Linked DNA regions of Sus scrofa: region 2 is linked to region 1. The links are chromatin contacts, called in public HiChIP or PLAC-seq maps. All regions are on one chromosome and are shown on one strand. The core of a region is the stretch at or near the end of the contact, and the rest is flanking DNA. Distances in the headings are between cores, read along the strand shown. Region 1 overlaps THSD4 (thrombospondin type-1 domain-containing protein 4). Region 2 overlaps THSD4 (thrombospondin type-1 domain-containing protein 4).

The links. HiChIP or PLAC-seq counts read pairs in DNA pulled down with a chosen protein or histone mark.
Region 2: an H3K27ac HiChIP or PLAC-seq map of skeletal muscle shows a contact between it and region 1. The contact joins two enhancer-like sites. A contact is called at or near these places in 1 of 47 Hi-C or Micro-C datasets (epiblast stem cells) and 1 of 2 datasets of contacts at active chromatin or transcription factors (skeletal muscle).

The regions. Positions count from the first base shown.
Region 1 is chr1:169,008,234-169,011,223 of Sscrofa11.1, reverse strand. All of the region lies in intron 7 of THSD4 (thrombospondin type-1 domain-containing protein 4), which reads right to left. Among named protein-coding and RNA genes, the nearest start is that of NANOG, 54 kb to the left of the region's middle. Within about 2 kb of position 1,588, at least 12 of the 83 cell types and tissues checked have an H3K27ac peak or open chromatin away from gene starts, as enhancers often do. A contact at or near this core is called in skeletal muscle, where this site is marked.
Region 2 is chr1:168,843,852-168,846,841 of Sscrofa11.1, reverse strand. The region is part of intron 3 of THSD4 (thrombospondin type-1 domain-containing protein 4); the gene reads right to left. Among named protein-coding and RNA genes, the nearest start is that of THSD4, 94 kb to the right of the region's middle. Within about 2 kb of position 1,486, at least 14 of the 83 cell types and tissues checked have an H3K27ac peak or open chromatin away from gene starts, as enhancers often do. A contact at or near this core is called in skeletal muscle, where this site is marked.

The DNA of each region.
Region 1 (2,990 bases), core at 339-2,838:
CAGGCCAGGGATTGAACCCATGCTACATCTATAACCAGGGCCACTGCAGTGTCAACACCACCCAGATCCTTAACCCACTGAGCCACAAGGGAACACCTAAGTTTCTGTTTAAGATTTCAGGAGGCCTTGACCACAAACAGGACCTGGGCTCTAAATTTTTTTATTTTTGGGCGGCTCCTGAGGCAATTGGAGGTTCCCAGGCTAGCAGCTGAATGGGGGCTACAGCTGCTGGCCTACACCACAGCCCATAGCAATGCTGGATCCTTAACCCACTGAGCAAGGCCAGGGATCGAACCTGCAACCTCATGGTTCCTAGTTGGATTTGTTTCCACTGCGCCACGATGGGAACTCCTAAAATTTTAATGCTTAGTTAATCCTATTCTTGATCATTTTTTGGAAAGGAGGTTAGGAAAGCCAGTTTCTAACTTATTCTTCGGTTCATTCATTTACACATTTTTAAAACATTTATTGAATAATCTTAATAACTTAAGCACTGTGGATATAAATATGTCTAACACTGATTGACTCTCTGCCTTAGCAGCTTAGACATATGTCAAAATAACTGTAACATAATATGATAAGCATTTTAATAGGCACAAGCAGAAAGTGCTTTTAGAATCCAGTTTGCTTGGGGAAGAGATACAAGAGGGAGTCCACTGAGGGTCACACAGCTCAGGATTCCGGCGAAGTAACAGCTCTCCACCCTATTTTCAGGCTTGAATCAGGCACACGTTTGGCACAGGCGAGAACGATTTACCCAATGCAACGATTCTCTTGGTTTCAGCAAGGAACCACAGAACTCTAAGCAAAAGCCCACAAAATAAAGCCCATAACCAAATGAAAAAAAAAAAAAAAAAAAAAGGAACTTAGGGCAAAGGGCAGAGAAGCGAGCAGGGTGGTTTGGTTCTGATCAAAGCCTGAGAGCCAGCTGGGAGAGGAGGTGGGAAATCTCCACCAAGCGTGGGTGGAGTGTGGGCGCCGCATGGAAGGTGATAGAGATAAGGAGGGCAGGTGGGTGGCAGAAGGAGGTCTTTCCCCTCAACAGAAAGCACCACGGGAAACAGCACTCTGCTACTCGCTTAGCTTCTTCCTATCTTTAGCTCTGTCCGGACTCAAGAAATTCAGTGTGAGCAAAATTAAAAGCAAGATGAGGGACGCAGGAGGCTGGGGAGGTGCCACACACTCTCCTTGACCTTCCAGGCCTTATGTCCCTGGGATCTGGGCAAGAGGGCTTTACGGCCTTGTATTCTCAGCATCAACTACCCTGCCCATCTCAGCCAAAGTGGAAGAAGCTCTGTGTTGCATTCAGGACCCATTTCATTTGCTGAAAGCCAACAGATAGAGTCCCTCAATTCATTTACACATTGGTTTGAAGCACCTACTCACAAGCAAAGGGCCAGGAATTGCTCCTGGCCTGGACAGGTGGCAGGCCAGAGTGATGGGAACAAAGAGTCACAAGAAGTGGGAACAGAAGAACAGAAGCAGTGCTCCAGGGGACCAGCCAATGGCTTTTGAGCAGAGTCCACTGGGTGGCCCAAGAGTGGACATTAGAAGGGTTCTCTAGGATGCCAGGCAGTGCATACATTCTTGTGAAGGCACAGCCCTGCGAGTCTGCTAGGTCAGGGAGCAACATGTGCCAGCCCTGCCAGCACTGGGGCCCAGGAGGCCTGGCAGGAGACAGATGATGAAGGGCCTGGACTTTATTCCCTAGGCAATGGGGAGCCACTTTGCTGTACAGCAGAAATTAACACAGCATTGTAAATCAACTATATTTCAATTAAAAAAAAAAAGAGGGCTTCAAATGCACTCTTTCGCTTTAGGCAAAGTCGGGGATAGAGCACTTTCCCTTCAAAGCCTGGCTATCTATATGCAGTCTTTTGCCTAAGGCCAACATTTGGGATCCTTCACTCCCTGTCGAGAAGGAAGTGTCATCCAGGACTGCAGGATTGGAGAGGAATCCCCAAGCTCTCCAGCCCCCAGCCCAAGGACGTCTGCATTCTTCCTGCCTCTCTTCCAATTCTTGGATCTAAGACACCATAGGAGCTCCAGTAACAGGGTAAACAGGCTAGTGGGGGGAGCACTCAGCCGGGCGCTGGGATAAAACACTCCAGCTTGCTCTGGGAGGACCCGGGGGCTTTTCTGTGGCTTCGCATCCGGAGGACGCCCTTCTTCCCCAGCTACTCTTCTGTGGGTTGAGCTCATATCCTTATTTAACGCTTGTCACTTTTCATTAACTTTTGTTGCAGGCCTGGGTTTGCTTTCAACTCTCTGAGGCCAGCAGAGGCTTCCTGGAGCTATTGCAGATATAGACACCCCTGTGAGAGAGTAACAGCTGTCTCAGGCCCAAGTCAGAGAGAGATAGCAATTTGAATTCTGGGCTTCCAATCAAATATTCAGAAAAGGGCACTTTCCCCTTTGCAAGTTGCAAAGGAGACAGAATGTCAGTCTGGGAAGCAAATGTATTTCTGATTATTTAAAGTTCTAAGAGGATGGGACAGTCAGTGGTTCCAGCAGTGTCAATAAGCAAATTTCAGGCAAGTGAACAGAGAACAAATATGAAGTTAATATCAATGTCGTGCTTATAACAACAAATTCCTGTTCATTTGCTCACATCCTAGGGAATGTGCCTCAGTTTTTCAGCAATTATCATCTCCCACCTGTGCTGTCGTACACCACTGGTTTTCATCAATTACTAGCTAAGAATCCTTACCCTCGTCCTTGTAAATGTGTGTGTGTGTTTTTTTTTTTTTTTTTTTTTTTCATCTCCTCACCTCAAAGACAATGCAACACTAAGAAAAGAAGCTCCCCCAATGGAAAGAGATGATATTGCGTCTTCCTTCCAACCCATCTCACCTCTCTATATTTACATTTCTAGTTCTTTGTGGACTGTATTTTAATCAAAGCATCTTTTAAAACTTTGTGGCACAAAGTGTGATCCGTGGACCAGCAGCATCAGCATCACAGGGGAGCTTGTTAGAGACGTAGATGAC
Region 2 (2,990 bases), core at 237-2,736, 160 kb after region 1:
TATACCAGTGTTGACGTAGGCTGCAAGGACAAGGAGAAAAGCACCTCATGACACTCGAAGGGCCCAGACCCAGCAGCAGAAGCGCTTTATTCAGCTAGCACAGGAGGCTCCAAGGGGACTGGCTGCCTGGTTGGGTGGGGTGGGGGCTGAGAAGGCCTCAGAGGAGGAATCACAGTAAAGTAGCTGTAATTATTCAGGCACTCCCTTGGTGCCAGGTAACAGGTGTCCTCACAGCAGCCCTGGTTACTACCATTCTCACCTTTCAGAGATGAGGTTTCCCACCTGAGATTCAGAGATGTGTGACCTGCCCCAGTCACATGGCCGCAGCAGGGTTTGGACTCCAGTTCTCCCCAGCCCCAGTACCCGCAGCTCCAGCACTGCCTGCTCTTCCCCCAGCAGCCAGCTGGCTCTTGCATTTCTGGATCCTTCCCCGGAATGTCCCTCCTACCCATGGGACACTAAGCAACACTATGACTTTCCGTAAAACATGGGGCTTTCAGTGAGCCGCGGGCTTCCATCTGACATGCATAAATGCCTCCAGATTTTTTTTCTTTTCTTTTTTTTTTTTTGTCTTTTTGTCTTTTTGTCTTTTTTCCAGGGCCACACCCACGTCATATGGAGGTTCCCAGGCTAGGGGTCTAATAGGAGCTATAGCCGCCAGCCTACACCATAGCCACAGCAATACCAGATCGAAGCCACGTCTGTGACCTACACCATAGCTCACGGCAATGCCAGATCCTTAACCCACTGAGCGAGGTCAGGGATTGAACCCGCAACCCCATGGTTCCTAGTCGGATTCGTTAACTGCTGAGCCACGATGGGAACCCCTTTTTTCTTTTTTAAGATGTTGGCTTTCAGCAGCAGTGTTTGGTCCAAGAGCTTGAAGACCTTTCACAGTTACACTCCTTTGTCCCCATTATCCCCCTAAGAAGTGAGAAAATTCAAGGACTGTCTTCCCCTTTGTGTGGAGCAAACCTGATAAGGCTGAACCCCGTCACAGAACAGGAGGTGAGCAGGGAGCTAAGATTACCTGAGAGGATGATGTGGAGACTCCGTGAGGAAACCCTCCAAAAGGCCTGAGGTAAGTGTACAGGAAACATAAGCCACTGCCCTGGCATTACTGTAGTCACTCGAAATCCTTCAGGGCTTAGCTCCAGGGAAGAGTCCTTGCCCCCAGGCACTCAGTTATCCAGAGGCTAAGGGGTTTGTTTAATTGTGGCCCGCCTTCCTTCAACTACATTCCAGGCACAGCGCGCCTTTGGAGGACACTGAGCACTGAAGCGGGGTTCCTGAAGGTTCAGGGAGTAACTACAGGAGGATGAGGGAGACGGCTGAGGAGCCCAGGGAGCCAACAAGCATCTAATCAGAGGTTTAAGGCCAGAGCTGGACGTCAGCCAGCCAGGGTGCCTGGGGTGACGTGGGTGGAGTCAGCGGGAGATGCAGTCAGAGCAAGGGCAGGACAGAAGGTTCTGTGACAAGAGGGCTGCGGTTTCCTGACCACCAGTTCATGAGCAGCAGGCAGGGGGATGGGCAGGCGGACAGCAAATATACTCAGCTCATCACTGCTAACTTGGGGACCCAGGGGAGAAGGCCTTCTCCTGCTTACAAATACAAAACAAAACAGAGCAAAGAACAAGCTTTTGTTCTTCCTTCTCCTCCTGACATGTCCTAATTTGTTAATATTCAAACTGATGGTGGATTCCCACAGGTGGTTATTTAAGAAAAAGTGCCGAATCAGGCCGCAGTCTTGATATAGGAAGTAATTCCTAACATGTGTGTGGTGGGCTGAATGGTGACCCTCCCCAAAAGACACACTCTAACCCACAGAACTTGTAAACATGACCTTACTTGGCAAAAGGGTCATTGTCAGTGAAATTAAGTTTGCAGAGATGAGATCATCCTGGATTTTCCAGGAAGCCCTAACTCCAGTGACAAATGTCCTTATAAGATACAGAGAAGACAAAACACATGGGAGAAGGCCAGGTGACCACAGAGGCAGGTCAGGGTGCCATAGCCATAGGCCAGGAACCACCACCACATGCTGAGAGAAGCCAGGTGGATCCTTCACGAGTCACTGGAAGGTGCTGGGCCCTGGCAAACACCTTGATTTTGAACTTCTGGCCTTTGGAATTGTGAGGGAATAATTTCTGTTGTTCTCTGACACCAAGTTTGTGGTTATTTGTTATGAGAGCCCTAGGAAACTAATACAATGTGTTGGTACTTCGTGCACAAGGAGGAAAAGTAGACAGGCATCTGTCAGTACTTTCTCTGTGCTGGGCACTGTGCAAACAACTCTACAGCAGCTGGCAACAGACTCTACAGTGGAGGCACAACAAGGTCCAGGTTACACTTTACGGGGCCCCTGAGCCACCCTGGGAATTTGGTTATTTTGTCCCTTTCACAGGGAGAAGCAGGGGCCCTGAGAAGCTGTATGACTTGCCCAATCTCAGGCTAGTGAGGAGCACAGAAAAGACTAAAACTGAGGACTCCTCAGGTTGGGGGTGGGGGGATGGGCTGGGGGTTTGGTATGGAAATGCTATAAAATTGGGTTGTGATGATCGTTGTAAAACTATAAATGTAATAAAATTCATTGAGTTAAAAAATAAAAAGTAAAGATGCGCACATACATTAAAATACAATACAATACAATGCAATACAATAAATTCAGGTCTCTTGACTCTTACACCAGCACTTTTTTTTTTCTCATGCAGCATGCTGCTTCCCTGTGGTGTTGGTGGACAACAGAAGGGTAAAATGAGGAGTTCCCGTTGTGGCGCAGTGGTTAACGAATACGACTAGGAACCATGAGGTTGCGGGTTTGGTCCCTGCCCTTGCTCAGTGGGTTAACGATCCGGCGTTGCCGTGAGCTGTGGTGTAGGTTGCAGACGCAGCTCGGATCCCGTGTTGCTGTGGCTCTGGCGTAGGCCGGTGGCTACAGCTCCGATTTGACCCCTAGCCTGGGAACCTCCATATGCCCCGGTAGCGGCCCA